Regions from separate parts of the Mus musculus genome. Here all the other regions are linked to region 2. Evidence: chromatin contacts called from public promoter capture Hi-C data. All regions are on one chromosome and are shown on one strand. The core of a region is the stretch at or near the end of the contact, and the rest is flanking DNA. Distances in the headings are between cores, read along the strand shown.

Region 1 (7,660 bases), core at 206-2,705, 1.2 Mb after region 2:
TGTGCTCTGTTATGAACACTACTGATCTGAGTGTCTCTTAACCACTGAGTCATCTCTCCAACCCGAGAGTTCTACATCTTGATCTAAAGACAGCAGGAGACTATGTACCACAGTAGGCAGAGCTTGAGCATAGGAGCCGTCAAAGCATAGGAGACCTTCCCCCACAGTGACACACTTCCTCTAACAAGGCCACAACTACTCCAACAAGACCACACCTCCTAGTAGTACCATTCCCTATGGGCCAAGTGTTTACACATGAGCCTGTGGGGGCCAGTTCTATCACCTCACCACAGGTGGCTGGAAAAGCCATCAGGCTAGGAGAGAACAAGGACAGCTTCTACTAAATGCTATTTAAATTCCCCTCTGCTCCAGACCTGTCTATACAGTCATGCTTGCTTTCCACAGTCACGTTTGGAAGCCATTGTGCTCACTCTACAGAGGAAATCAGCTGGGGACCAGAAAGGCTAAGGAGCTTCTAGCTCAAGGCCTCCTAAGTGGCAAATGACAGAGCTAGAGTGGATCTTTCAGGACACAGCCTTTGCACTGTGCTCTGATGTTTGACGTCTTACAGAGAGGTGTAAGGACTCACTGGAAAATGTGGCAGGTAAGAGGAGTCCCTGCAGAGGCAGCAGCAGCTGGTCTTATGTTTTTATGTTTTTATACAAGTGAAGAAGGACGCTGGAGACCTCACATGAAAATATGTGGGAGGTAAAGTGACCTAGGGGGTGTTTCTGAAGTTCCTCTGTGGTCTCCTTTCCCTTTTTTGGGAAGCAGGGACAGTGGTGGAAACTGAACCCAAAGCCTTGCATATGCTAGGCAAGCATTCTCTCACTGAGCTACACCTTGGTCTCAGTGCCTTTTCTGAACTAGTTTAATCTTAACATAGGTGTTCCAGATATCTCTGGCCACCAGTGTGCAAGGTGAGCAAATTTCTGTCCTGTCTGGAAGAGCCCATGACTTCATATGGATTCTGCTTCATAGCCTCAGTAGTGCTGCAGACTGATTGAAGTAAAGCATTTACCAAACACGAAAATATTGATTCTTCTCACCACTTGCCATCTGTTCAGGTGTTGCCCAAGTCATATCTCCCGAGCCATTTCCCCTAGGGATGACGTAGGAATTGCTGCTTTTAAGAATACACAGGGTTGTACTGCTCCAGCCTGTTGCACACTGATTTGTTCTACTTAACGTGGGAAATATATATTTTTATAGATCTGCGGTGTACAACCACCAGCGGATTAACTTCAGCATCCATGGGTAAGTTTGCGAAAGGCCTGCGTTGTTCCAGGCCCTGGCACATGGTGGTGCTGGGCGCTGGAACGAATCCGTGAAGCCCGGGCGCGCAGCCAGCTTCCGGGTTAGGTATCGCCTGGCCGACTTCACCCCGACTCTCTCGGCCCCGCCCCGGGTGACCCCAAGGAGCTCGTTCAGGGGGCGTGGCTGGCGCGGGGCATGCCGGGCGGGCAGGTGGGCAGGTGCCTGGGCGGGGCGCGCCGTGGTTGGCAGCGGGCGGAGGGGCGGCGGCTGCGCACCCCGAAGAGTGGTAGGCGGAGCGAACGCCAAAGGCGGCGGTCGGGACCCTGACATGGACAAGCTGAAGAAAGTTCTGAGCGGCCAGGACACCGAGGACCGCAGCGGTCTGTCCGAGGTGCGTGCACCGGGGGAGTTGGCATTTCTTGGACAGCTGCCCTGCTGTCCTCCGGCCCGCCGCGCCGAGCTCTGCCGGGACACAGCCACAGGTGGCAGCGCGAGCTTTGTGGAAGGCGTGGCTCCCGAACCCTCTCCAACCTTCCCTCCGAAGGGCTTGAGGCTCTGAAGCAAGACCTCAGAAATCTGTGGAGTGGGAGTGTGGATCCCGGGGCCTCCTGGAATCCGGGCCCCGAGCCCCATCCCAGCCGGACCGGCCAGGGAGAGAGAGCCCTTTGGAGTTGGGCGAGGCCGGCGGCCTTCGTGGAAGGATCCACCGCCGGATCGCGGACTAGTTTAGGTTGTGGGGTGTGAGAGCCAGACCTTATGCGTTCTGCTTTGTAATTGTAAAACTCCGTGAACGCCTGATAACAGGGACTTACCAGGTCTCCGAATCTCCAGGGCTACTTTCTAAACTATAGATTCTCACCACGCTCGGAGACTGCCAGTGTGTTTGTTTTGTTAGTAGGGCTTTGATGGCTCTGAAACTTGACCACAAAAGTCCTGTGCTCCAGAGCCACTCAGAATGTCATATTTTGGGTGCTTTGGAAGTTTGTTTACATTTCCTTTCTTGATTGAAGACAGAATTACGTTTTACTTGATGTATCCTTAGCCCCGGTTTCCCCTTCTGAGAAAGAAGGGTGTTGAACGAGATGCAATAGCCCCTTTTCCTTGGAAATTGGAGTTCCTCTTTAGTGTTTACTTGACTTTCTTGTGGTTTCCCCAACATTCTGCGCTCACTTCTGTGGTTGATTTTGTTCTGAGTTTTGTCTTTGCAAAAAAACAAAACAAAACACAACTGCATCTCAAAGAGAATAAATTATTTTGAAGCCAAATACGAGTGACCATGGCCCCAGGACAGATTCAGGTTTCTGCAAACTCAGTGTTCCAACATGATAACAGTTTGATAAGTTCTTAGAGTAACAGAACAAATTAACAAATTAAGGTACTTTTCAGAAGCATTAGTGGAAGCGGTAAGCAGGCAGTTAGGGCAGTGTGGAGGAATCTCAGCTGTGGCTCCCAGAGGCTGCCTGATAGCATTCGAAAACCTTGTTAAGATAATAAATTCCAAGGTGTTTTTCCCTAGCAGTTTCCGGGAGGTTAGTCACTGTTACATCAGACACAGGTGGGCAAGAAAGAACTGCTTCCTGGGGACTAAAGATAACCCAAGGGCAGTTGCAATTAGGCTCAGTAGCTGCAACTTTCCAATCTCTGCATGATCGTTAAAATTCAAATTAGTGATTTTCATGTTTTAATTTTTTCATTTTTAAAAAAAATTTCTGGCTTCTTGTGAACTTTCATATGAGAAGCTCCCTCCCCCCCACAAAAAGCCCCAAGATTTAGTTGACCGTCGCTGTCATGTAAAGATAAGCTCTGTAGAAGGAACAGGCTGTTGTACAAAGTTGGGGTCTTAAAGGAGACTGGCGGAGGGTACGGTGTTGACAGTGAGGTGGTGGTCATCTTCGGGAGTGAATAGTGTAGCGCCATTTGAAAACAAACTGCCTAGTTGTCCCCCCACCCCTTCCTAAATGGAAGGGCTTTGATCTCCACTTACACTTAGGCATATGTTACATCTATTTTAAAAAGACTGTGGCTTCACTCTTGTTTGAAAATATTCTCAGCGGGGCAGTGGTGGTGCATGCCTTTAATCCCAGCACTCTCGGATTTCTGAGTTCGGGGCCAGCCTGGTCTACAAAGTGAGTTCCAGGACAGCCAGGCTACGCAGAGAAACCCTGTCTCGAAAAACCAAAAAAAAAAAAAAAAAAAAAAAAAAAAAAAGAAAGGAAATATTCTGTTTCCTCTTTCTTAGTGCGATTCCTGTTGTGCATCATTGTGTGGCATTTCCAGGGCTTGAACCCCAGGAAATAGTCTGTAGCCAATAGGGTTCCTCTTGGGGATGTTTTGGCTTGGTAATCACCTACTAGGGCCTGCCTCCCTTTAAGTACTCATTAGTGTGGTCACACTTTCCATGGTTTTGAGCCTGGAAAAACTGAAGGCTCCTGTGGTTCTGTGGTTAAATTCCGTCTTCAAGTCTTTTTCAGTTATATAACCTGTAAGAGGTTCCCAGAAAAGTTAAAAAATTTTTTTTCTAATTTATTTTAGTTGCCAACCGAAAAAGTGTGAGTACTTCTGTCTTCTGTCCCTCCTCGGTAGCTGTAAAGTTGGCAGGACTCATACACACGAACAGCCTTACGATCCGAGTCTTCTGACACTCGTCTTCCTAATCACATTCAAGGCCTGGTTTCAGTGGAGTCCTTTCTGGAAGAATAGGCTTTCTGTTTTCTGGAAGGGTTCTTGGGACAAGGAAGGTCGGAGGGTGTCTGATCATACCTCTCAGGGATAAAACAGCGTTCCTCTCTTACCGGCTGCCAGTCTCGCCTCCCTGGGCAGTCCTGAACTATAGCTCTTGGCAGGAGTCTCTCTTCCTTCTGCATCCTGGAGTCAAAAGAACCTTTGTGCATGACCGCCAGTCCGACAGCTTGTGATTACGTTCCCTACGCGTTCTATCTAGGTACTATTTTAGCCGTTTTGATTTTTGAAAAAGCTCTGTGCTAGCAGGGTTGCCAGAAACAACAGCTTAGAGAGAGGTTTTTTCCATCAAGTGAATTCGCTTTCAAAAATTGACAAAAAGTACTTTCCTTTCACGGAGTCTACTTAGAAGAAGTGGAACAAAAGCTTTATCCTCTTCCCCTGACGGAACACAGATAGAGTGGGAAACATGGTGGTGAATTATCCCTGTTCCCTATCCTGTGCCCTGTCCCCACTAAAGAACAGGTTGCATTTGGACGATCGTTTAGGTTGTTTTGAGACTTTGTTGAGCCTAAGTGTTACTCTTGTCTGACGGTAGAAAGCAGAGCCATACTTTTTGGCAGAAATGCTTTCTCTTGCCGGTGATTTTATTTTATTTAATTTGTATTTTTTTTCTAGACAGGGTTTCTCTCTGTATCCCTGGCTGTTTTAGGACTTGCTCTATAGAGCAGGCTGGCCTCGAACTGAGAGATCCGTCTGCCTCTGCCTCCTGATGGGATTGCTTGCTGCTACCACCACCACCACCACCACCCCTACTGTCCATTTAAAGGGCCACTGCTAGTCTCCAAGTCAGTTGGGAATCAAACTGTGGTCTCCCACATGACAGGTGGGGGTACTCATCACTATGGTAACAGGATGACTCATGTCGGTGATTTTAATGTCTTCAGAGGCATGACTGTCACTGTCTTGCTTAGATTCTGGAATGTTATGAGTGCCAAGGCGAGTTCAACGTTGATACTTTTCAGTTTATCCCTAAACAGAAAAAGGTTCAACTTCCTGGGTGTGGGTGTGGGTGTGGATGCTGGTGATGCTCAGATGCTCATTCACTCCTCTGAAACTCCTCCTCTCCTTATACGGCGTGGCTGTTTCCACCATGCAGGACTGGGAAGAGTGGGCGCTGTTCCTTTCCTTCTGCTCTTGGTGGGAGAGTAATTACATGAGTTAGTCAGAAGAGGTCTAACTTGATTGTCTAGGGCCCTGTCAAGCCTGGTAGCAGCATCCATGGATACTTTAGAGCCAGGGAAGTTGGAGAAACAAGACTCTTCTAGGTGGACAAGTAGCCTCTGCTTAGAAACACGGGGCTCTGCTGTCGGGTCCTAACATGGTGCATGGTGGTACATGCCCTTCTTTATATATATGTACGTACACACACACACACACCACACACACACACACGGAGAGAGTTATAATTACATCGTTTCCCCCTTCCCTTTCTCCCTCGAAACCTTTTTGTGTATCTACCACCAGCTTGCTCCCTTTCAGATTCATGGCCTCTTTCTTTTGTTGTTACTGTTCTTATGTTGCTGTTGTTGTTACCGGATGGTGGTGCTGGTGGCCATGGTGTGTGCGAGTGTGTGTGTGTGTTACCACCTGCTCAGCCTGCATAATGTTACTTGTGTATTTTCAGCTGATCACTTGGTATTAGATAACCAGTTGAGTGCTCCCTGGGGAAGACGGTTCACCTGCTCCTAGCATTCCATAGTTGCCTGTGGTTGTCTAGGGTTGAGGCCTCTTTAAGTCCCCCCCGCCCCCTGTCCTCTTTAGCATGTCTATTGATGCCCCTTGTCCAGGTCGTGTTTAGGCAGCCTTGTTAGTGGGACTTCAAGGGTGTAGCTCCTGACATTTCTAGAAGACATAATCTTACAGCAGCCTGCCTGTTCCCCTGGCTCTTAAAGTTTTTCTGCCCCTTCTTCTGCAATGACCCCTGAACCATAGGTGCTGGAGCTCTGTTGTAGAGCTATCAGATGGGACTGGGCTCTACATCTCTGTATTTTGATTGGTTTTGTTTTTTTTGTCATGGTCTCTTTAGCAAAGAGAGGTTTCTTTGAGGAGGGGTGAGTACTACACTTACCTGTGGGATAAGGACAAATATTTGGAATGTAGTTAGGGATTGTGTAGCACACCCCCTTTCTGAGGTGCTAGAGATGGAACCCAAAGTCTTGCTGATGTTAGGTGAGTTCTGTACCACTGAGCTACACCCCTAGCCCCCCTCCCCAATGTGTCTTCAGGGTTCTACTCTGCCAAGTTTCTACAGATGCTCAGAGGGTGTGTGTGTGTGTGTGTGTGTGTGTGTGTGTGTGTGTGTGTGCAGTGTCGGTACCTGTGACTCTATGGAAGTTAAGAGGAGGGGGCTCCTTTCTGATGACTTAAATAGCTTTCCCCTGGGTGGAGATTAAGCCTTTCTGCACACCTGGGGTGCCTCTTTGTCATCGCTTCCAGCTTCTGGTTTGGCAAGTGGGAAATAGGTCACTGAGGCAGGGCCAGACAGGGCTGAGGGAGTGGTCGCACTCACCCGCCTTCCTCCATCAGTTGGGTGGCAGTGGAGTAGGCAGCTTCACCCTCCTTGTGAGGTTGTGCTGCCTGCATAAGGGGAGCTTGGGTGTGTCAATGCTGCCTGGCTGTGCTGATTCCTGTGTTCATCTGTGGGCAGTGAACCCTCTTGTATCTTATGGAGAGCCTAGAAAGGCCTCTAGTGCACACTTGTCATCTTTGGTATGGGAAAGGGCCATTGAGATTTGCTCTCGAACTCTTCTCTTTTAGTAGAGTTCTCTGTGACATTTTGGCTTCTCTTGCTCATCTTCTTCCATGGCCCAGGCCTTGCCTGGCAGAGCCCCGCCCTTCTAGTTGTAGGCTTGTCCTGCCTGGACTGTAGGCTAAGGTCAGCCTCCCTGCTTGTGCTGAAGCAGGAAGTCTCTGCCCTGGGGACGTCCCTCCTGAGGCGCAGTAAACTTCTGTAAGCTGCTGGAGGGAAGAGCAGGTGAGGACGGGTTCATCGCTCTAATGAGAGCTGTATGCAAGACTTTGTGTAGCTGTGAGTGTGTAGGCTCCCACATTCCCTTCCTTTATCCTTCCTTCCCTCCCTCCCTCCTTTCTCCCTTCCTTCCTTAATTTTTTTTTTTTTTGTCATGTATGTGTGTGTGAGTTGCATGGGCAGCACTTGGGTGGAGGCAAGGGATCAACCTGCTTGTTGTGCCTTTATGTGGTGTCCAGGGAGGGAGCTCAGGTCCCGAGCTTGCTCTCCAAGCCTCCCCCTCTACCCACTGAACTAGCTCACCAGCTTGAAGCACCATTTTTTTTTAAAGATTTATTTATTATTATATGTAAGTACACTGTAGCTGTCTTCAGGTTACCAGAAGAGCCACCATGTGGTTGGTGGGAATTGAAATCAGGACCTTCGGAAGAGCCGTCAGTGCTCTTAACTGCTGAGCCATCTCTCCAGCCCCCTCGAAGCAACATTTTTATTGGCCCTTCAGACCATCTCTAACACAATTGTGTTTTGTTTGTTTGTTTTCAGTAAGTGTGCATGACGTATGTAATTGCCGTTTTTGAAACTGCAGGTTGTGGAGGCGTCGTCGCTGAGCTGGGGCACCAGAATAAAAGGCTTCATCGCATGCTTTGCTCTGGGAATCCTGTGCTCAGTGCTGGTAAGGTTTCCTCCCACCCG
Region 2 (7,250 bases), core at 414-2,913:
TGACATACACACAAACAAACACTCATCCACATAAATCTTTCTGAAAAAAAAATTAAAGATCAAAATGGGTCACTGACTAGCCTCTTATATACATACGTGTGTGTGTGTGTGTGTGTGTGTGTGTGTGTATGACTCTCAAAGACTAAAACTTAGCATTGCTTTTTTTCTTACTTCGGAACACATGTTCACCTTTGAGAGAAGGTGTCAACAATGGCCCAGCACCCTCTGCTCTCTTCCTGACAACCTTCTCACTTTTGCAATGGAAACTGCCATTTCCCTCAGCAAAGTTAAAAATGAGAATATCAATTAATTTAAGCCACCATTCCTGATTCTTAAAAAAATAAATAAATATATACATCAAAAGAGCTATCCATTAAAACAACAAAGGAATCCTAACCTTCTCTTTCAATATATCAATAATCTCTGTGCAGTGATTAAGCCATCATTGCTCTTTGCTCTTGTCAGCCATAACAACATTTCAAGAGTGAGTCTTCTGTGTCGTACTATATGTATTAAAAAGCACAGCTCATCTATGCCTTGGCATTTGTGCTTACACACACATTAGTGAACAGAAGCAATAAGTTTAAAGTAAAATGTTTAACAACAGCTTCTCCTGGGGGCTGTAAAGGCAGCTCGGGTGTTAAGTGCACTGCTCTTGAAGAGGATCAGAGCTTAGTTTCCAGCACCCCGATCAGGCAGCTCACAGCTACCTGTAACTCCAACACAGTGGTATCCCATGACTCTAGCCTTCAGGCATAAGCACATACCCATGCACATATTACTTAAAATAATATTTTGATTTTTAAAAACGATTCTTTTCTTAACCACAGGCTCTTGAACCCTCTCCTGAGCTGCCTCTGCTGCCGTGCTCCCCACCCCCACCTCTGCTTGCCCAGCCTTATTTAAGCAAGAATCCTAAGTCAGTTTAGCACATTTGTTATCTGATCACCCTGGTCTGCTTTCAACCAGAATCCAGTTTAGTGGGTTTAGCAAGAATCCCTCAATCTTTGATAATTCCTCTTAGTAATTATCCACACTCTTGACATCCACACCCCTTCCTCTCCTTGGCTATAAATCACCAACCCCCAAGTTGAACTCAATCTTTTAGTATTTTCAATAAGTATGAAGTGTGTGTGTGTGTGTGTGTGTGTGTGTGTGTGTGTGTGTGTGTGTGTGTGGTGTTTGTTTAAACAAGGTCCAAACAGATCTCCGACTGTAGAATCTTTTTCTGAAATAAGAAGATTTTCGAGGTCTCCTGGAACATGGTTGCTATATTCTCCACAGAGCTGTGGGCAAACAACTCGAAAAAACTTCTTCACACCTACTACGCCCAGGAAACTACATGCTTGGGAGTTAAAGGGCAATACTACAAAAATCTTCAAGTTCGCTTCTTGGTATGCTTGGATCAGCGTTCTGGACAGAACAAGAACGATGAGCCCGGTCACCCCTCCGCGCACAGAGCATTTCTGGATGCCTGAGCGGAAAGGCTGCGGTGTTCCTCCGAGCAAATGCCCACCTCGGCGGCCGCAAGTGAGCCAGCCACCGGGCTAACGCGGCTCGAAGCACCGAGGTCGCCGGAAGCGCCGCCGAGACCTGCTGACGTCACCGCCCCTAGCCCGCCCCTAACACCCTGGGCTCCGCCCACCCCTCCCCTCCCACCACGTGTCCTCGCTCCCTCCCGAGGGGCCGCGCTGGGGCGGCGGGAGCGGTGGAGACGATGGCGCGGTGAATGCCGGGCCACAGCCTTCGTCGCCCTTTGCGGCGACGCCGCCCGCTCGGCCGGGGTGAGTGCGCGCGGGCTGCGGGATCCGGGCGGCTCGTCCTCGAGGCCGGCGGAGGAGGCTGGGCCACGGTGGGGCGGGGGCCGCCGGTGGCAGTGTCGCCTCCGCCGCCGCCTTTGTTGCGGGCCGGCCGGGGAGGTAGGCGGCGTGGGCTGTCGCCGCCCCGCAGGTGGACCGAGGACCTTAGTGGTGGGCGGGGGTGGCGGGAGAGGGTTGGACAAGATGGCTGGAGCGGGCAAGGGCGGCGGCGAGCACCTTCGTGCCGGCCCCTCCCACCACCCGCCCCGCAGCTGGGCACAGGCCGCGGCCAAGTTCAGGTCCCGGGACTCCTGTGACCTCACGAGTGTTCCTACCTCCCCATGCCTCCACCCACCCCAGAAACATTGAAGAAGCTGACTCTGAACTCCGGGAAGATCCTTGCTTGGGAAGTCCCGGGAAATGGAGCTCACAGATGCACACTCTCTGCATACCCAGCAGCTGCCCGCAGTCTCTTCTGGGGAACCTCTTTGTACCAGCCTGAGGAGGCTTCGAATAGAGAGGATTTGCGACCCAGAGGCGAGGAGAAGTCCAGCCAGGTTTGGGTTGGCCTCTGCCACCCAGGCACGCCCCTCTCTGCATCATGGACTTGGCTTTGGGAGGTCCTTTGAGGCAGAAAAACTGTTAAGTTTCTGAAGTAGCTTGTGGACAGCGCCTATGAATCTGGAAAACCCAGGTGATAACTATTTTGGGCTAACTATTTAAATTTCCTATCTAGGCTGAGATACTTTGATGTGGTAGCAAATCAGCACCGCCCTCCTCTGGTCCTGATTCCGTGCTCAAACAGTCCTGGCAGTGGGAACTTCTGCCCATCACTGAGCTGTTTGAAACCTCTTCCCGGGATATTTACCCACTGTTCTAAGTTCTGCCCTTCTGCACAGAGGCTCTGTGAAAACTACTCTGGTCTCCGTGCCACAGGGGGCTCTTTAAATATTTGAAGTTAGCCAGATAAATTATCTGCCCTCAGCCTCTGTAATAATTAAATAAGCCAGCCACCTTTCTGAACCCCTTCCTTCCAGCTGGAAGCAGACAGTGCTTTGACCTAAACAGGTTTGTGTGTGTGTGTGTGTGTGTGCCTGAGCCGCCCTCTCACAGACTAGTTCCCACTGACACCTGATTGTCTGCTAACTCTTGAATGCAGAAATGGAGTCCCGGGCCTACCCTCTGAATTTGACCCTGAAAGAAGAGCAAAAGGAGGAAGAGGTTGAGATCCAAGAGTTGGAGGATGGCCCCATAGATATGCAGAAAGTACAAATCTGCTCAGAAGGCGCATGGGTAAGTAAAGTGTGAGCAGTCCAGCCTGAGAGCCAGGCTTGCTTTGGGGGTCTTCCTCCCGGAGCAGACATGGAAGTAAGAATAGCCCAGTCTCCTGTGTTTACATTCCTGAGAAAACAGCCTGGTGGCTTCAGAAGACAAATAATGGAGGAGGTGGTTAGAGGACAGGACTTCCGGCAGCAAGGCTGATTACAGGTCTCAGAAACTTGTCACTCTTTCAGTACCTGTTTCCCCTGTGCCTGACAATAGCACCATACGTATTACAGGCACCAAATTCATGGAAGACTTGGGTCATAGAGCTGGCATGAGAGGTGTATGTCTCCTAGGTGTGAGTGGAAGTGCCAGGCTCCACAGATTACACAGGTACAGGTGCAACCGTATTTAACACACACATTTATTTACAGTGTTACTAGAGACATGGAAATTGAATATGAACAATAAATTGGCATTGCTTAGTTTTTCGTTGTCTATAAACATTTATCAGTAGCATCAGTACAAAATATCCTTGGTGTCCCATGAGCGGGAAGCCCTTCATCATAGAACACAGAGCTGTAGGCAAAGAACCAGAAAGACCCTTCTTCCAAATTATCTGGTCCACTCCTCCTACAGAAGGGAACTTCAGGTACCCAAGAGTTGTCTGCTTTACTCTGAAAATCCTTACATATTGGCTTCCTGAGCTGCAGCCCCGCCAGTGGAGCATCTTTCTGAGTTAGGTTTCATAGTGGCATCATAAATAATTGCGGGACTCTGGGCTCACTGGTCTGGAGCGGTTGCATTTATCTGTTCATGTTCTTTGTGCACTATGTTCTCAGTTCTGACTCAGGCAGGAGTCAGTCCTGTCTAGCTTGAAGGAAGACCTCAAAGCGGTAGAAACCCTGGATTCTGAGGCTAAATTGAGCGACCCAGTGTGTCTAAATGGGCTGGGGAAGTACGGAGAAGCATTAACAGTAGACATCTTGATTGTGCTGAGCAAGTGAGAAGAGCCAAGGGAAGAGCATGTCTTGCCCAGCAAAGAAAGAAACGAGCAGAGTGCCTGGAGGAGGGAGCCTGGCAGCTGGAGGGGTAGGCCTAAGATGTGGGCATTTGTTACCTCTGGGAAGTCTACCATGTACCTATAGTTACTGCACAGGGTTAAGACAAGATCCCTGCCTTCATGCTGCCCCCTGTCTCATGAGGGGGCTCATGACTCTCAAGACAGCAAAAGATGCCTAACAGGACTGTGGAGGTCAACTCAGGATGTTCTCACAGGCAAAATCATGCCTGACAGTATTCTTCCTGGAGAAGGGCTGGTCTTAAGCAGTGGACAGTTGTGCCCTCCCTACTCTAGAGCGTTTAGCAGTATACGGAGACAACTATTTTAGTTGTTGTGACCCACGGTGGAGGTTGAGATGTGGAGTCCTCCTGGCATCTTCGATTTCAGCCAAGGATCTCCAAGGAGCTACAGTGCAGATGAAGGTACCCTGCCTGTATAATAAGGAATTGAGTAGTCTGAAATGTCAATAGCATGTGCTTGAAACAGATCTACTAGCACATTAAATTAGGACAATGAAAAATAGAATATGTGTTTTAAATGCATATTTTGATAATAAATAGGTAGTAAAGACTACTCACACATAGGCTCTGTTCTATGCTGGAGTTGGAGTAGAAATACAGTTTCCGGCAGACAAGAGCAATCCACTTTGAGTTGAGCCTTGTAATGAGTGGGATGAGCAAAGGGAAAGGAGAGTTAGCACTCCAGTCAAGAGAACAGCATGATTAAAGGCATGGTAGAGGGAGGGAGGCTGTGGGTGGGGTTAAGAGCTGCCCCTGAAGCTAGAACCCTAAGTGTGTGACAGGCAATGGAGAAAGGTAGACCAGGGCACACGGTGTGCTACGCCCGGTAGTTAGAGCTGGCCTGAGTAACTTTAAGGAATAAGCCTTAAATCCTTCAGTCTACATAAAAGGTCTAGCAGAGCTTGGAAGGATTACATACTTCAGTAACCTTGGCCTATGTGACCTGTTGAGACAACACTAGCTTTAGAATCAGACTAGCTGTATGACCTCAGCCAAGTTACTTAGCCACGGTTTCCTTAACCATAAAAGTTCCGTAGCAATCCCCATATTCATAGCTTATTTAAGTAACTCAGAGAGATAAAATGCTCACATGAATGGAAATACCCTGAACAGTACCTCACCTCACCTAGCAGGGACTCACAACTCCCCTCAGATGCCTCCTGTCTAGTAAACCTGTGCGGTTCTTCACAGAACAGGTACCCCTGGAAGAAGTGTTGGAATGCCAGCTTCCCAGGAGAGTGAGCACCTCTCTGATGAGTCCCAGTCACGTGAGAGAAGAAAGACAGGAAGGGCAGGTTCTTACCTGAAGCTTGAACTGCAGACTGCCTGGCCTCTCAATCTTTCCTAAAGCCAGCCCTGGTTACCTTCTGTTGTATTTGACCTAATAAAAGGCTTCTTTGGAGCATAAAAGGCCTGGCTAGCAGGACTCAGAGTCTTGCCCCATCTCCACAGGGCTCTGAGGAGGCTTCCTAAGCCTCTGAGCTGTCAGTGCCTTAGGTGCTTACGTGGACTTGTCTGACGATCCTCTAGCCATGTGGTAATTAGGAGAGAACTCCCCACTCCCCCAGCCACTATTCCTCCAGGTCTAAAATGTGTTACCTGCTCTGTAGGGATTGGTATAACCAGGCCTGCATTCTTCTGTCAGCAAACGGAAGGGGTCTATAAATAGTTATGGCCTAGATCTGGAACTTGTAAGGGAGTAAAAAGGTCAAAGAGAGTGTTGTTTAAAATCTTGGGTAGTAGGAATAGAGTAGGCTGCAAATTCTCTGAGCTGCCTGGTGTCCAGATTGTGGAAGAGGCCAGGAAAGCCGAGGGACCATGGTGTTTTTACCTCCTACTCTTCCACATGGGAAGACTGTTTTTTGTTCACTCTTACTTCAGAGAATTGACTTGGTTTTTTGACAGATAAAACTTTTAATTCTTTGAAATTGTTCCAAGTATGACAGGAAAAGAGAAATCCAGAGGTAATATATTTGCCTCAGTCATTCATTCTGTAATAAGTGATTTGTATCTACTAGCTATGTCATTAGTTCTCACTCTGTGGGTCATATCAGGAGTAACAGATCAGATCCTGCATATCCGATAATTACAGTACAACTCAAACAGAAGCAAAAAGACAGTTATTAAGATCAACAAAAGATTTTATGGTTGGAGGTCACCACAACATGGGGACTATATAAAAAGTCACCGTGTCAGGAAGGTTGAGGTGCGCTGAGCTAGAGGAAGCATCCGAGGCTTAAGGAAAGAAACAGTGCTGTTCGCAGCGACATCAGATTGAAGTGAGAGCAGAGAAGTCAAACAACGCCCAGTGTGACAAGGCACCAGAGTGCTGAGCACAGGGCACCATGGTGCCATGTTGGTATGCTCAAGGCCCGCAGAGTAGGGTAGTCTTGAAGATAGGTTGGGTGTAAAAGAAGAGGGCCTCATGGGCCAAGGGGCCAAGTAAGCAGAGATATATATGCATAGGCAAAAGATGATGAATCACTCAGGGAAAAAGCTTTCTTCCCCTCACTAGTGAGAGCCTTGGGCTCACACAGTGCTGGCTGTTGTCTCAACCTTGTCACCTTGTGTGTCTTTTGCCTAGAAATGAGACTCCTTTGAGCCCCTGCCCCCAACACTTACTAACTGGAGTGTCTTTGCTCTTCTGTGAGATTAATGAGGGAAATCAGGCAGCAGTTAGAGGGCCTTGCCCGGTTTGTGTTCCCTATTTAGAAGATAGTACTTACTCCTTCTATACTAAGTAGGCCTAGTTGGTAAGGAAAGGCCAGGCTGTGTTTGTGATTGACAGCTTGACTGTTGACAAGGCTGTAGGCCATATATACACTGATTTTCTAAGCTAAGGAGAGACAGTATGATCATCCTGGTCCAAGATAACAGCTTTGAGGGATAAGTTTAAAGGAGAGAATGCAAAGTGGAAAGCCTGAAACAAATTCATTAATGATTTCTTAATCCTAAATATGAGCTTTGGAGTAGAAATTTTAATGACCACAAAGGAGAATGCAATAGAAAGAAAAGCAAATCAGTTGGAAAAACAAAAGATTTTGGTTGCTGGCCATCCTTAGCCAGGAAGGTACGCCCTCCTTTTGTTACCCAGAAAGGGAAGAG
Region 3 (7,498 bases), core at 256-2,755, 1.2 Mb after region 2:
CAGCCATGACCTATGCTGAAAGAACAAGAGGCACATTTGTTTGTTTATTGAAACAAGGAATACATAGGCCTGGAATTTGCTATGTAGACTAGGCTGTTTTCAAAAATCACAGAGATTCTATACATTTTTTTCTTGGCCTAATGCAGAAAAATTCAAAGGAAGACTTCATATAGTAAGAATGTTGGAGGCTTGGTGAAAAACACACACACACACACACACACACACACACACACACGGCACTTGGGAAGAAGCAGAACAATCAGGAATTCAAGGTCCTCCTTAGCTACAATAGTGAATTGAAGGCTAGCCTAGGCTGGCTGTATGGAACTCTTTCAGAAAGAAAAGAGGATGGATTTCGTTGCATGTAATTTGCTCATTTACCTCCTTATTAGGTCTTCTAGCAGATCTAGATGATGTGAGGTTTACAATGTAACGTCAGTGAAAGGACCCCAGCCTCCTTGGGAAGTGCGTCAGGGGCCAACCTCTGGAGGTCAGTGATGGTAGACAATCCTCCACTATTCGGGATGAACATCTTTATCCTCTGCGGAAGCTGAGACGCCCTACTTTCCGTAGGCAATGGAAATAGAGTAACTATGTAGGAACCAAGGATAGGATGCCAACGGAATGAATTAATCCAGACACCTTGGGCAGGGGAAATTGATGATGGGTTCCTGGGACAGACACACAAACAGAAAATACCTGAGGAGGAAAAGGTTTACTTGGCTTAACACCTTCTGGTAGACAAGGTAGGAATTGAAGCAGAAATCATGCAACAACGCTGCTTAGCGGTTCCAGCGTCGATGAAACAAACACTGAGTGAATAAGAGAGGGGGTGTTGGAATTGAGATGGTGAACAGTTTTGAGATGCTCAAACATTAAACCATCTCATTTTGAGGCAGCTGGGGCCGAAAAGAATCAGTTGTGTTTTACCCAAAGATACACACAGTTGCACTGCAAGCATGGACGGAGCACCGGGCTTTCAGCGTCGTTTCCACTACACCTGTGTGCGGGTAGAAAAGTCTTAAAATATCATAAGGATAATTTGACGTTTCTTTCGTGGTACAAAGAATCAAACACAGGGCGTCGGCGGTTTGCACGGTAAGAAAGTGGGGCTCTTCCACTGGGATTCAAGGTGGAGGAGCTACTATTTGTCATTGGCTCCAAAGTCGCTGTTGGTGCTGGGCTTCCTGAGCGATAGGGACATTGGGCATGTCCTCTTCACCACGACTCATAAGCACAAGAGGTGATGACACTGCTTGGAGCGGTCTGTAAGGAGGAGGTAAGGCAGTGAAGCACGGGGCTCTGGATCCAGAAAGACAAATTCCCACATTCACTCTGGGGTGACGTCACCCGGAGACTTCAGGGCGGCGCGCCAGAGCGACACCCCCGCGCTCAAGTCCCGCCCCTCAGCGTCTCCACGTAAGACGTGTGTCACCCTGAGCTAGTGGTCCCGGAAGTAAAACCAGGAGGGGCGGAAGAGACGGCGGAAGGGCGGGCCTACGGCGCGGCGGCAGGGGGCGGGGCCGAGATGGTAACGGACGCGCCCAGGAGCCGCGCTGCAGAGAGGGCCATCGTGCGACCGCTGCCGCAGGCGCTTGCTCCGAGTAACCCTGCGGCTCCGCTTCTGCCATGATGATCCACGGCTTTCAGAGCAGCCACCAGGACTTCTCCTTCGGGCCTTGGAAGCTGACGGCGTCCAAGACCCACATCATGAAGTCTGCGGATGTGGAAAAGTGAGGCTGTGGGGCGGGGCCGGGCCGAGCCGAGCCGAGCCGAGCCGAGCCGGGCCAGGTCCGGTTGGTGTCCGGGCTGGGGGTCTGACGGTCTCGGTGCAGCCTCACGCGGTACTTGGGGCCGCAGGCTCGGTCCCTCTGACCGACCGTTGATTGACAACTTCAGTAAATGGTCCTGTTCCCTGCTCGCGGCGACCTCTGCTTGCTGGAACTGTAGCTTCTCAGGGTTGAACTGAGCGCGGCTGTTTTGGTGGACTTCACCTAAACCTCGCCGCTCCTTTTTTTCCTACCTAAGCCTGCGCAACCTTTCTGGGCGCGATGACCTGTTCCCTTGCGGGCAATGACGGAAATGGTATTTATGTTTAGTTTTGAGCTTCTTTGGTTCTGTGGTGTGCTCTTGAGGTTCTGAACATGAACCATTGAGTACCACAGACTTCAGAGGACGTGAGACCGTGTGACGTTACTGTGTGACTGTTTAGGATGAAGATTTCAGGTTTTTTTTTTTTTTTCTTTCCTTCTTTTAGCAAATCAGGTGCTGTGATAAGCACTTGAGATAGGACAGATGAAAGAGAAAGGCCCAAGGAATTCATAGTTTCACGAGAGACCGTTATATTATTGTGTGGTTGGTTAGGATGAAGATGTATACAGGTGTGTGTGCGCGTTAGTGTGTTCGCGCGAGGGTCAGTGCACCTGGGCAGAATCTTGATCAAGTCTGGAGACTGGATGGCCGGGTAAAGCCAGCACTCAGACTGAGATCTGAGGTGTTTGGGGATGCCTATAACTGTATCCTGACAAAGTTTGGGGGGGGGGCGCCCTGGCAGAGTGTTGCCTCCCTCGTCATTGGAGAGTTCTCTGTCTTGCTAAGAAGTTTGAATTTTATATAGTAGTCATCAGGTGTAGTTTTACTCAATATCTACATGCATCGTGGTTGTGTCTGGAAGGTTTCTTGGAGGTGTTGTAGAAGATGGAGGGCTGGAATGCTGGAGAGGAGGCCAGTAAGCAGGAAAGAGATGACAGAAGCTGAGATTCAGTGCTTAAGTTTGGTAGGCAGTTGATGGAAAGAAAGAAAAAGGGAGGCTCTTCAGGACCTTTTGTTGTTGTTGTTGTTGTTTAAAATTTACATATGTAAAAGAATCCTTTTTGAAACATAAGTTGTTTCAAATGTTATTAATTCAGAATATGTTTCTAATAGAATTGTTTTTGTTGTATGAGTGTTTTGCTGCATTGCATGTGGGCCTGGTTAGGGGGTGTCGTGGGAGAGGGGGCTGGATCCTCTAAATCTTAAACAAGGCCCAAACACCTCATTTCTAATGTTATGTTTTGCCTTTAGCAAATAGATACTACCAGTGATAGAGCTGAAAGACAGAGCATTTGAAGCAGCCTACCATAACGGAGCTGCTTTTCATGTAGCTGCACTATTGTGCATGACTACTAAATTTCACAAAACCTGTTAAAAGCCCTGGAGCTACCTTTATTATTTCATATTTGCTCTAATTCAGGAAAGTAGTTAAAACCTGTATTTTACAGACTCATCTTGTGGATCTCAATCTATCATTGTACTTAATCTCTTAGTCATTTAATGTTTTCTATCCCTTAAAGGTTAAGAATAAATTTTACCTAAACTTATGGTGAAAATGCCATTTCATTGTTTTTTTTTTTTTGTTTTTTTTGTTTTTTTTTTTTTGTTTTTTTGTCGTTGTTTTTTGAGACAGGGTTTCTCTGTATAGCCCTGGCTGTCCTAGAACTCACTCTGTAGACCAGGCTGGCCTTGAACTCAGAAATCTGCCTGCCTCTGCCTCCCAAGTGCTGGGATTAAAGGCGTGTACCACTCGCCGGGCCATTTCATTGTTCTTAACCATCTTAAAAATATGCAGTTTAGAAACCTCAGATAACAACAGGTAAAATAGAGTATGCACCCAGTTTTTGTCTTAATATACATCTTAAATATTTTCCCATCTTTCCTCTAAATAATTTAATGGTTTTATAATATTTCATCATATGGTTACAAATTTGTATAACCATCTATTCTTGTTTGTTTGTTTGTGACAAGACCTCTACATAGCCCTGGCTGTCCTGGAACTATGTAGATCAAGCTGCCATCAGCTCACAGAGATCTGCCTGCCTTTGCCTCCTGAGTGCTGGGACTAAAGATATGAGCCACCATACCAGGCTTAGTTATTGGTAATTGAGACAGAGTCTTTCTACATAGTCCTGGTGCCCTGGAACTCACTATGTGTAGGTAGGCTGCCCTTGAACTTGACCTGCCTGCCCCCCCCCCACCCCCCAAGTGGTAGGATTAAGGGCTTGTGTCCCCTTGCCTGGCCGTATAACCATTTATTTTGTCCTTTATGAAAATAAACAGCCGGGCTGTGATGGCTCACGTCTTTAATCCCAGCACTCTGGAGGTAGAGGCAGGTAGATGATCTGTGAGTTGGAGGAGAGCCAGGGCTACAGGGAGGAAAAAAACAGCATACGGCCCTTTTCACTATTATAACAGAAGTTATAACCATTAGTATATATAATCCAACCTCTCTGTATTTGGGGTTATTTTGTATAGATTAGTACAGTTTATAATTTGAGTCAGAAAGTATAAATCCGATTAAATTCTTTGAATGTTTTTGCTTGATTGTAGCTCCAAGGAGAAAGTCGATGTCCTAGAACATGAGTGAGTGAGCCAGTGTGATTAGGGCCCCAGGGGGGAATGTAGGTGACCTAGAGAGCCTAGTGAGCTGGTGCTGTGGCCTCAGGGGGGAAGCTGAGTCTCCTTGAGAGCCCTGTCAGCAAGTGTTAGCTTCTATCCTCTTTCTTCAATGGGATTGTTTCTTTTTCACCAGCTTTGAAATTTCTAAGAAGTTGACAGTTGACATTTCTACCAGAAGAGTTGGTTTTTGTCCTTACAAGCAACAGGCTCTTCATTATCTTTCCTTCAGAGCTATTGTTGATGCAGTCGTGTAAAAGCACAGAGTTCAGCAGATGTGGGAGCGTAGTGCATTAAGTCACCTCCTAGGCGATATTCAAACTTTTATTTTTAAACTGTCAGGGGTCTTTGATGACTCATAAATGAGAGAAATATTCTCCATAAAGACCTGTATTTCTTTCCTCTTAAACCTAACTTGTTTTATTTAATCATATAGGTTTTTAAAAAATTATTGATTTTAATATATGCACAAAGACCAGTTTGGTGAGTCTACTAGGAAATAATTTTAAAGCTATTGGAAAGACTATAATCATGCATAGATCTTTTTTTGACTTTATGTAAAACTGTAACCTTTAAAAGTTTTATTAGCATATATTGATATGTAATGGGTTTCATGATGACATTTTCCTATGTGATTCCTGGCAATCTCCTTGTTCCTACCTAGTCCCCTTCTATTTTCTTGTAAGAATATGCTTTTTCTTTTTCCTTTTCTTTTTCTTTTTCTTTTTCTTTTTCTTTTTCTTTTTCTTTTTCTTTTTCTTTCTCTTTCTCTTTCTCTTTCTCTTTCTTTCTCTTTCGCTCTTTCTCTTTCGCTCTTTCTCTTTCGCTCTTTTTCTTTCTCTCTCTCTTTCTCTCCCTTTTTCCTTTTCTTTCTCTTTCTCTTTCTCTTTTGCTCTTTCTCTTTCTTTCTCTCTCTCTTTCTCTCTCTCCCTCTTTTTCTTTTTCTTTTTCTTTTTCTTTTTCTTTTTCTTTTTCTGAGACAGGGTGTCAGTGTGTAGACCAGGCTGGCCTTGAACTCACAGAACTGAGCTTAAAGGCATGTGTCATCACTCCTTGCAAGAATACAGTCTCTTTGGTATTATTTTACCCTACCTCATAATTGTAACTATTTAGTTCAAGAATCTAGAAGTTTTAACAAGGAAAAAGGAAAAGAAAGCCTTGTGTGCTGTCATAGAGCACTTACATAGAGCTCTTGTGCTTTATTTAGCATCCCTTAGAATTTTACTCAGAGCCAATTTAAATTGTACTTTATGATTATAACCACACGAGAGTGAGACGGAAGGGCATCATTGTATGTATGCCCTTTGCCCTAACAGTTGAATTGTTATTTTCATCTTTGTTTATTATTATACAGTATTAAGTGTATTTGTTTGTTTTTCTAGCCTGTAGTAGATTAGAAACCAGTTGAGAAGGATATGGATAACTCAGGGATAGAGCCGTCATTCTGGAGCTACTGAAGGTTTACACACTCAGTTTAACTTGGCGCAGCCCATATGTTCTTACATGTGAAGATTGCTGCCAAGAAATGGCAAAATAAGATTTAAGTTTTCTGCTTAAGGACACAGAAAAGTTAACAATTTAAATTAGATAATTTTAAAGCAGCCTTGTCAGAACCTTATCTATATATCTGCACTTATGTTAATGTTACAGTTTATCTGCAGAATTCCCAAAAGGAAAAAATTTATCTTTGCCAACAATCTCCCTACCCAGATGGAGACACTGGTCAAATCCTGGTGTATTTTAACTAGCAACTCAGATACTTAAATATACACTTTAAGAGCCTTTTATAAGGCCAGCCAGATAGCCTGCCTCCTTCCCTCCCTCCTTCCTTCCCTCATTCCCTCATTCTTCTGATTTTTGATTTTTCAATGTAGCCCTAGCTGTCCTGGAACTTGCTTTATAAACCAGGCTGGTCTCTAATTTATAGAGATCTGCCTCCTGAGTGCTGGGACTAAAGGTGTGTACTGCCACCACCACTATCCGAGCTCATTCCTATCTTCATAAAATAAAAAAACTTCCTAAGTTAGAGTGACAAGAAGTTGATAGTTCCTAGATTAGTAAGTGGCTAGCTAAGACTTGGCTCTTGGAATCCTCATCGCACCGTTAGAAGGTGTTGATTCAGGGAAGCCTGTCAGAGTAGAAGACTTAGGACCTGGCAGCCTAGGTGAATGAACAACTTTGGTGATTTATCTTTTTGGTTGTGAGCCATCTCTCTCGTCCTAGCTCTTGTAATCTAGACAACCGATATATACGTGCTTTCTTTATCTTTATCTCATTTCTTCTATGTATGCTCAATCTTTTGTGTTATAGGTTCAACAGGAGCCAGAAAAGTTAGTTATATTATGAGCAAAATGTTACATATGTCATTGTAAAATCTGGTGTAAAAATAGTGGTCAATGGCCGGGCAGTGGCGGCGCACGCCTAAAACCCCAGCACTTGGGAGGCAGAGGCAGGCGGATTTCTGAGTTCGAGGCCAGCCTGGTCTACAGAATGAGTTCCAGGACAGCCAGGGCTATATAGAGAAACCCTGTCTCGAAAAACAAAACAAAAAACAAAAAAAACAAAACAAAAAAAGTGGTCAATGAATAGTTTCATATTTCTTTTTTAAAAACCCCCACAAAGAAGTCTATAGAACATTTTTAAAAGTTTCTAAAATCAGTAAGACTTGGTTTATAAGATGTCTGGAAAATGCACTTGCTTGGAACCTTAGTGTTATACTTTCTGATCGTGAGATACTAAGACTTGCAGGTTTTGTTTTGTTTTGTTTTGTTTTTAAATTTTAGTCAAGATCTCACTGTGTAGTCCTGGTTGACCCAGAACTCACTGTGTAGACCAGGCTGGCTTCAAAGTCACAGAGATCTGCCTGCCCCTGCCTCTTGAATGCTGGGATTAAAGGTGTGCACCACTGTGTCCAGATTCAGAATATTTTTGTTGCTGCTTGCTTTTTTTTAAAAAAAGATTTGTGTATTGTATGTATATGAGCACGTTGTAGCTGTACTGATTGTTGTGAGCTATCATGTGGTTACTGGGAATTTGAATTCAGAACCTCTGCTTGATCTGGTTGGCC
Region 4 (7,673 bases), core at 4,735-7,234, 1.1 Mb before region 2:
ATCCTTGCTGCCTGGAAGCCAGTATTCTGCTAGCAGCCTTCAGATGAAGATGTAGAACTTTCAGCTCCTCCTGCACCATGCCTGCCTGGATGCTGCTGTGTTCCTGCCTTGATGATAATGAACTGAACCTCTGAACCTATAAGCCAGCCCCAGTTAAATGTTGTCCTTATAAGAGTTGCCTTGGTCATGGTGTCTGTTTAGAGCAGTAAAACCCTAACTAAAACAGAAGTTGTTACTAGGGACTGGGGTATTGCTGTGATAGGCCTGACCATGTTTTTGTTAGGGAGAATGTGGATTTTGGGACTTTGGGTTTGGAAAGCAGTGGAATGCTTTAACTGGGACTTAATGGGCCATCCTAGTAGGAATATGGAAGCTTTTGTTACTGAGAGTGATTTGAACTGTGCAGACCTGGCTCAAGAGGTTTCAAGAGTGAAGAAGAATTTCAGTACCTGGCCTAGAGACTTTTTTTGTGGTATTTTGATGAAAAATATGGCTGGGTTTTGCCCTTGTCTGAAGAGTCTGCCTAAGGCTAAAGTGAAGAGACTCAGATTAATTGCATTGACAAAGGAAGTCTCAGAAACACCCAGCAGAGACTATGTTCTCTGGTTAAGTCTATGAAGAGCATTTTGAAAAAGTATAGCAAGCTTAGAAAGTAAAAATGTAGAATATATAGTTTAAATATTTAAGGGGTACCAGGAAGTAGACTGGAGCTGAATCCTAAGTTCTAGGAGATAGAAAGTAGGGCTTTGGGGAAAGATCCTACACTATTTAGATCCAGGCATGGTGGTACACACACTTAATCCCATCATTGAACAAGGGGTAGGGGGTGATGTTGCAGTACCAGCAAGCACAACTCTGCACACAGGACCAGGTAGAGGAAGCCTCGCCTAACATCTGCCAGCCACACTTACTCTCAAAGTTCTCTTTTTTTCAAACATTTTTCTTGAAGGCCAATGGAAATGTGCAGGACTGAATTGTTTTTCAGTCCTCTCTTGAGCTACGGCTTCACAAGCCTACAGAGGTTCTAGATCTCAGTCAGAGGCTTCTATCACCTTGGGGTTCCAATTTCAAGTATTACTCTGAAGATGGGTTGGTGGGGGCAGCACCCCTAATTACAGAGATGTTCTTTCCAGGGCAGTCGTGCACCATGTAGACACCAATTTTCCTAACGGACACTGCATGTTCTAGATGATCCTGGAAGGAGTTCTTTCCAATGGGGAGGGTGAGTGCTCTGTGAGGAAACTGAGTCACCCCAGACGTCCACTGATAAGTGCATCACCATCTCTGCTCACTCTCTGTCTCTCTCCCTCTCTCCTCTTGCCCCCTCCTTTCCTTCCTTCCTTCTTCCTTCCTTTTATACACTTTTGAAGGGCTAAGAGGTTAAGACAGTCTCTCACACTGCAGCCAGGCTGGCTTGAAACTAACTGTGATCCTCCTACCCCAGCCTCTTGAGTGATGGGCTGCACAAATGAGTTACCATGTCTAGCTTACCACTTCTATGAGCAAACAAACTGGTTTTTCCTTTTATATTCTTCCCCTGTACATTGAAGATCATTTACTGACCAGTCTCTAAGCTTACAATAAGAATTTAACTGGGGCTGGTGAGATGGCTCAGCGGTTAAGAGCGCCAACTGCTCTTCCAAAGGTCCTGAGTTCAAATCCCAGCAACCACATGGTGGCTCACGGCCATCCATAACGAAATCTGATGCCATCTTCTGGAGTGTCTAAAGACAGCTACAGTGTACTTACATATAATAAATAAATAAATAAATAAATAAATAAATATTTTTAAAAATAATTTAACTGGAGCTGGGTGGGGCTGAGGACATGGTAGGGAGCTCACTACCAACTGCTTCATTCATGAAGCCCTAGGCTCGAGTCCCAGCACCACATTAAACCCAACACTTAGGAAATGGAGGATCAGAAGTTCAAGGCTATACTCGGCTAGGTCAGGCCAGCCTGAACTACAGAGACCTTGTCTCCTAAAATAAATTTTAGAAAACAACAACAACAAAGGGCTAGGAATGTAACTCATTGGGAGAGTGCTTGCCAAGCACAAGGCTCTAGGTTCAAACTCTAACACCATTAAAAAAAAATCAAATGAACGACGACAAAAAAGAATGCCAAGACTAAACAATACCACAAGCCTTCTGAAAGACAAAGAGCCTCGGTGTACAAATTTGTCACAATTGCAACCGGTGGCCTGAACTGCTAGGTCAATTTATTCCACAGAATTAATGGAAAGCATAGAGAGTGTTCCAGGCACTTGTGGGTGGCGTGATTGGTAGTTAAGGCTTGTGCCTGGACCTCTCTGGCTCTTGTAACTTGTCTGTTATGTAACACTGGACACTGGTACTCCTTGGAGTCTATCCCTTCACTACAGGGCTCATTGGGTGGCTAGGAGATCACATACCTGACACTGGCAGTTACTGTCCTTTTAACAACTCTAGAAAGGCAATGTCCATCCTGGTCCACAGAACAAGTTTCAAGACATCCAGGGCTATAGAAAGAAACCCCATCTCAGAAAACAGACAGACAGACAGACAGACAGACAGACAGTAGATTTTATTTAGTGCTTGAACGGGCACCATTGCTTCCTTCTGTGGCCATAAGGTTCCCTGGATGTCTTGAAACTTGTTCTGTGGACCAAGCCCTCAGTTAGAGATGTGCCTGCCTCTGTCTCCCTAGTTCTGGGGTTGAAGGTGTGCCACCATCACCATCCAGATCAATAAAATCTTACCCCCAAGTTACACTACACAGGCATCTGCACTGAAATCTACAAGGCATCTGGAAAACCAAGCCATGATCTCTCCTTGATATCAGCCGTAGGTCACAGCCTTACTTTTAGTCCTAAGAACATGGAATAATACCAGCCACGGTACATAGATCTATCTGTTCTGAGCTGGAAGTGGGATCTAATCCCTCTGCTAAACCTTGTATGCAGTTCTGAGGCTTCCTCTTGGGCACTCCTGGATAATGAATGCTGCAGAAATGCACAATATGGAGGAATCCTAAAATCAAAGGCATTCCTGGGGAACATAAGGAATTGGAGTGAGTTCCTCCAGCCTTTACTCTTAAGGATTAGGCATCTTTGAGTGAAAAGATACCAGCTTCTACCAAAGTCAGACCCAAGGTGTATATAGACAGCTGCATACACTCGGATTTGGCCTGTGGGCCCCAGTTCTCTCAGCATGCTTTGGAACTTCTTTCTCTTTTCCACACTAACCTTATCTGTTTTCATTGCTTCCGTTGGCCCTTGGCCCACAGCCACTCTCTCGGTGAGGACTCTGTTTAAGAAGAGCTGGACTGGATCAACATCTGGGGTGAATGGGATACCCTGAGTGGCTCTTATACCAAAGTCATCAAAATGTTACCTTCTTTAACTATGAACCCATGTTCAACAGCTAGGAAAAAAAAAAAACAAGTATTGGCCTGTGTACCACTGATTGCTAACTCCACGTAAGTCCTCGGTTGGCCCCATTCACACATTTAATACACTGGCATCTAGATTTCTCATTGCTTTCTTCCTAGGCAAATAAAAATACACCCAAGTCAACTTCCCTTAGCACCAGAAGCAAGGCAGCTATGCATCCATGAGTCCTGAGGCTTCAGGATTAGAAACTGTTTAGCTACCTCAAACAAAGGGGATGCCTGAGGTTGGCCATTCCAGGGAGTTAGGTGTAGCTGGTTAGTGCCACTCAGTCACCTTTAGCGTGGCTTATTTATCTAAGGCTTTTGAAGGGGAGCGTGCTTGTCATAGTATGGTCAAACAGGTAAGGCCAGGTCTGATGCTCCTGTCCTGGAGTCAAGAATGCTGGAAAGTGAAATGCAGAAACCTGGAGTCATGGTCCTCTGAGGGAAAGAAGACTCTAAGAGGGAGAATGGTGTAAAAGAAAGGTGGAAGAGCTGGTGGTGTGGCTTACGAGGTAAAGCCACTTGTTACCAAGCCTGATGGCCCGAGTTCAGTCCCTGGGGCCCACACGGTGGAAGAGAGCTCCTGAGACTTACCCTCTGACGTCCATGTACAGTCATGTCCATGCACACATTCCCCACAAACACACACGTGCCCAAATACACACACGCATACACCCACACACACACACACACACACACACACACACACACACACACACACGTGCACATACTCATGCACACATACACACACTGTAATTAAAACATTCATCAAACAAAGAGTAGAGAGACACAGTAGGAGCATTCTGAAAGCTCTGGAGGTCAGTCAGGGACCATCACTCCTGGGAACATCTCCCAGAGTGTCCTAGGATGCCCAACCTGAGCATCACACGCTGCTGCACTCCCAGAGAGTACGGCCACTGTGAAGACTAATCTATGATACAGTGAAGACTCTACTAGATGCTCTAAATTTATCTCAGATGCAATGTTCTAAGATCGAGGGAGGGACTTGTTTATGTTTTTTTTAACTGATTTTTTTTTTTAATTATAAAGAAAGGTTGGCTTCCCTATCAATTAAATCTTGCTTCAATTGGGAAAACTATCATTTAAGTCATTACATTAAGTGTTTGAGATTTCTGCCTGAAGAAGGTCACTTTCAATTTAGTAAACATCCCTAAGTCATCACGTTAATTCCCAGCCAGTCACCCGAGAAATGCTGAGTCAGGAAACATAACCAAGCATTAGCTAACTAGCCATGAATCCACTCGACTTTATTCATTTCTCTCTTGGCAGAGAAGCAAGAAAAGGAAGCAAGCCATCAGAGACATTCACGCATCATTCATTCAATAAGTATTTATTAAATGCCTAGTGCCAGGCGCTATGCTAAGCTAAATACAAGTTTCATTGAGCTATTAATATTCCCACCTACATTATATGTGAAGGTTTTTAAAGAATAAGGTACTGCTTTCCATAAATAACCCATTTTAACTCCTGAGGTGCTTCATCTTCATTTCTGACCTCATGCCTTCCCCCACAGAGAGAGTTATACACCCCAGACCCCATTCCTCTAGAGACTCCTTTCATCTGTCAAGCACTTAATGAGCAGAAACTCACAGTAGAAACACTAGACCTGTACTCGCTGTGTTTAAACTCCTTGAAAAACACAAGTCATAAGAAATGATTCATATTATCACACTCACAGGTTTTTATTCTGCGTTTGGGCTTTGTTTTAAGGGGAATAACTTACTGTTCAAAAAAGTCTTTTTAAAATAAGAATGTGTACATGCATGTGTGCACACACACACACATACACACACAATCCAAATGTAGACAAGGATGTATAAAACCTAGAAATAAAATCTTAAGAGTCTCACCTTATCAGAGGATTTATTACAAAAGAGGCAAACCCCTTTCCTATCTTCTAAAAACAACTGACATCCCTCAAAATTTAGAAACCAGGAAACGGTCTGCTCTAAAAGCTGATCACCAGAAAGGATGATAGGGCTGGAGACATCCCAGGTTCCCACTAGGAATGGACTAAGGGCTTATATCTGGCCAAATCCTCTCTGACACCTCCGTGTGGAGCTGATATGAACACTCCAAGAATGCCCTGGCACACACCTGCACACAGGGCCCTCATGTGTGTTCCCCCCACACCTGCATGCCTGACTCCTCCAGAGAGCAAGCTTACCTACATACACAAAACACCCCTGACCACCCAGAAGGAGAGGTGAGAAACCTCTCTCCCTCTGCCTCAGAGTCTCCCGAGGCTGCTGACATCACAAAAGTGTCAACTGGCAACCTCATTGTCATGCGGTTCTCCCCTGGCTCCCCTTCACTTACAAAGGCAGGGAAAGGGTGAGACCTTTCAGAGCTGCCAAGTGGGCGAGCTTCCAACAGCACTCGGACTGAGCAAGTAGCAGAGCCACCAAGCCGGCAGCAGGGCACTGGGCCTCGTGTTTCAACTTCTGTTCAGTTCTCCTGTAATGGAAAATTGCTTTGCACAAAGCTAGAGTGTTACAGTTTTTTCCAGCACCCATCCCCTGCCCTGCCCCACCCCTCGGCAGCCTTCAGATCAGAAGGACAGCTTGTACCCGCCCTCAGGAAGGTAGAAGGAGGGGAACCTTGGCTTCTTACTATGTCCCTTGCTTCAGGCCCTAGCTCCAAGTTGTTACTCTTTTCTCTTGGAATGGGGTTGGTATCAGGGTCCAAGTGTCCAAACAAGTGTGTGTGTCAAGACCAAGAAGTAGCCTGCATAGATTTGCACCTAACGGAATACCCAGCTGATATTCCTCTGAACACCCGGAGACTATACCTGAACAATAACAAAATCACTAGTTTACCAGCTTTGCAGCTGGGATTCCTCAGTGACCTCGTTTACTTGGACTGTCAGAACAACCGGATTCGAGAGGTGATGGATTATACCTTCATCGGGATCTTCAGACTCATCTACCTTGACCTCAGCTCCAACAACCTAACTTCCATCTCCCCTTTCAGCTTCTCAGTGCTCACCAACCTGGTGCGGCTGAACATTTCACACAACCCTCACCTGTTGTATCTTGACAAATACGTCTTTGCCAACACCACGTCTTTGAGGTACCTGGACCTCAGAAACACCGGATTGCACATCATCGACCATAATGGCTTCCACCACCTGGTGGTGCTCCAGACTCTGTACCTAAGTGGGAACCCCTGGATATGCAACTGCTCCTTCCTGGACTTCACCATCCACTTATTAGTGTCCCATATGGACCACCCAGGTAAGGGGTTGATTGGCAGTGGGTGCCATGCCATGGGAGGGACTGGTTTCTGAGAGGGGTAGTCAAAAGATGATCGGGATGGAGGGAAAGCTGTGTGAGATGGTTAAAAAGTACCGTCACTGTTTGGCCCGGCCCCCTCCTTGGGTTGACTGGAGAGGCAATAATGCTTAATAGCAATAGTTCTAGAATGAGAATTCAGAACTCAAACATGTCACCTACCACTCCTGTGCCTTTAGAAAAATCTCATTTCTCTGCACCTGTTTTCCATTCCATAAAACCGGTACATATTACATAATTTGCAGAATTGTAGCCAACAAAATGTGTATGTAAATGATACAAAATGTGTACTGTAATTGTAAAGTTACAAAGTAATTCAAGGGCACTGGGCTCCCCTGGGTAAACTGTGTTAATCTGATTAATGCCGTGACTGAATTTTTCCAGGGTCTAAAATAAATTCAGTCCTTCACAGGTGAGGGAGAATCCAACAGGGCTCAGGGAATGTTCCACGGGTGTGGCAGGGGTGGGGTGCACAGGAGCCTCGGGGACAGCAAAAGACAGAGGACAGAAGGAAAGCCTTTGATAGACTTGTTTCAAAATGCTGAGCTCACAGGAAAGTGCCAAGCTGGGAGAGTCCGGTGTTATAGACTTACCTGGGGAGAGTTCCAAGCTAGGTGCTGCCACTGAGGCAACCCTCTCTGCAGTGGTTCCTTTAGTACCCCAGTGTGTCACATCCCCATCCCAGGGACTCTGTTGTCTCCTTCAACCCCAGGTAAGTCAGAGCTTCAGAGAAATGAGACCCCTTACAGAAAGCCTGGGGCCACTGGTACTGTCCCTGGGACATGGCGATTCCTAGCCAAGAACGGGCCTGCAGAACGGAGAGTCATCATTCCTCCAGAGCTCCGGGGTGATCGTGTCCTAAAAGGCCTTCCAGGCAGGAAGCCCACTGGAGTGAAGCAAGCCAGGATTTCCAGACCAGATTTAAGGAGGCACTGAGAATAAGCC

Evidence for each region. Promoter capture Hi-C pulls out the DNA fragments that hold promoters and counts their contacts. Capture Hi-C pulls out chosen DNA fragments and counts their contacts.
Region 1: a promoter capture Hi-C map of adipose tissue shows a contact between it and region 2, with 3 times the contacts expected there. The contact joins the promoter of Sft2d2 here to the promoter of Pogk in region 2. A contact is called at or near these places in 1 of 39 promoter capture datasets (liver) and 1 of 9 other capture datasets (adipose tissue).
Region 3: a contact with region 2 is called in a promoter capture Hi-C map of adipose tissue, with 2.5 times the contacts expected there. The contact joins the promoter of Tiprl here to the promoter of Pogk in region 2. A contact is called at or near these places in 1 of 39 promoter capture datasets (liver) and 2 of 9 other capture datasets (adipose tissue and liver).
Region 4: a contact with region 2 is called in a promoter capture Hi-C map of the C10 cell line, with 3 times the contacts expected there. The contact joins the promoter of Lrrc52 here to the promoter of Pogk in region 2. A contact is called at or near these places in 2 of 39 promoter capture datasets (the C10 cell line and hippocampal neurons).

Annotation. Positions count from the first base shown.
Region 1 is chr1:165,188,228-165,195,887 of GRCm38.p6, reverse strand. It overlaps Sft2d2 (SFT2 domain containing 2), which reads left to right and starts at 1,455. Exons shown (of 8, transcript NM_145512.4): 1 at 1,455-1,648; 2 at 7,554-7,640. The coding sequence starts at 1,586.
Region 2 is chr1:166,404,241-166,411,490 of GRCm38.p6, reverse strand. It overlaps Pogk (pogo transposable element with KRAB domain), which reads left to right and starts at 1,663. Exons shown (of 6, transcript NM_175170.4): 1 at 1,663-1,784; 2 at 2,160-2,493; 3 at 2,959-3,092. The coding sequence starts at 2,475.
Region 3 is chr1:165,230,965-165,238,462 of GRCm38.p6, reverse strand. Tiprl (TIP41, TOR signalling pathway regulator-like (S. cerevisiae)) reads left to right here and starts at 1,505. Exons shown (of 7, transcript NM_145513.4): 1 at 1,505-1,733. The coding sequence starts at 1,630.
Region 4 is chr1:167,465,091-167,472,763 of GRCm38.p6, reverse strand. Lrrc52 (leucine rich repeat containing 52) reads left to right here and starts at 5,984. Exons shown (of 2, transcript NM_001013382.3): 1 at 5,984-6,671. The coding sequence starts at 6,050.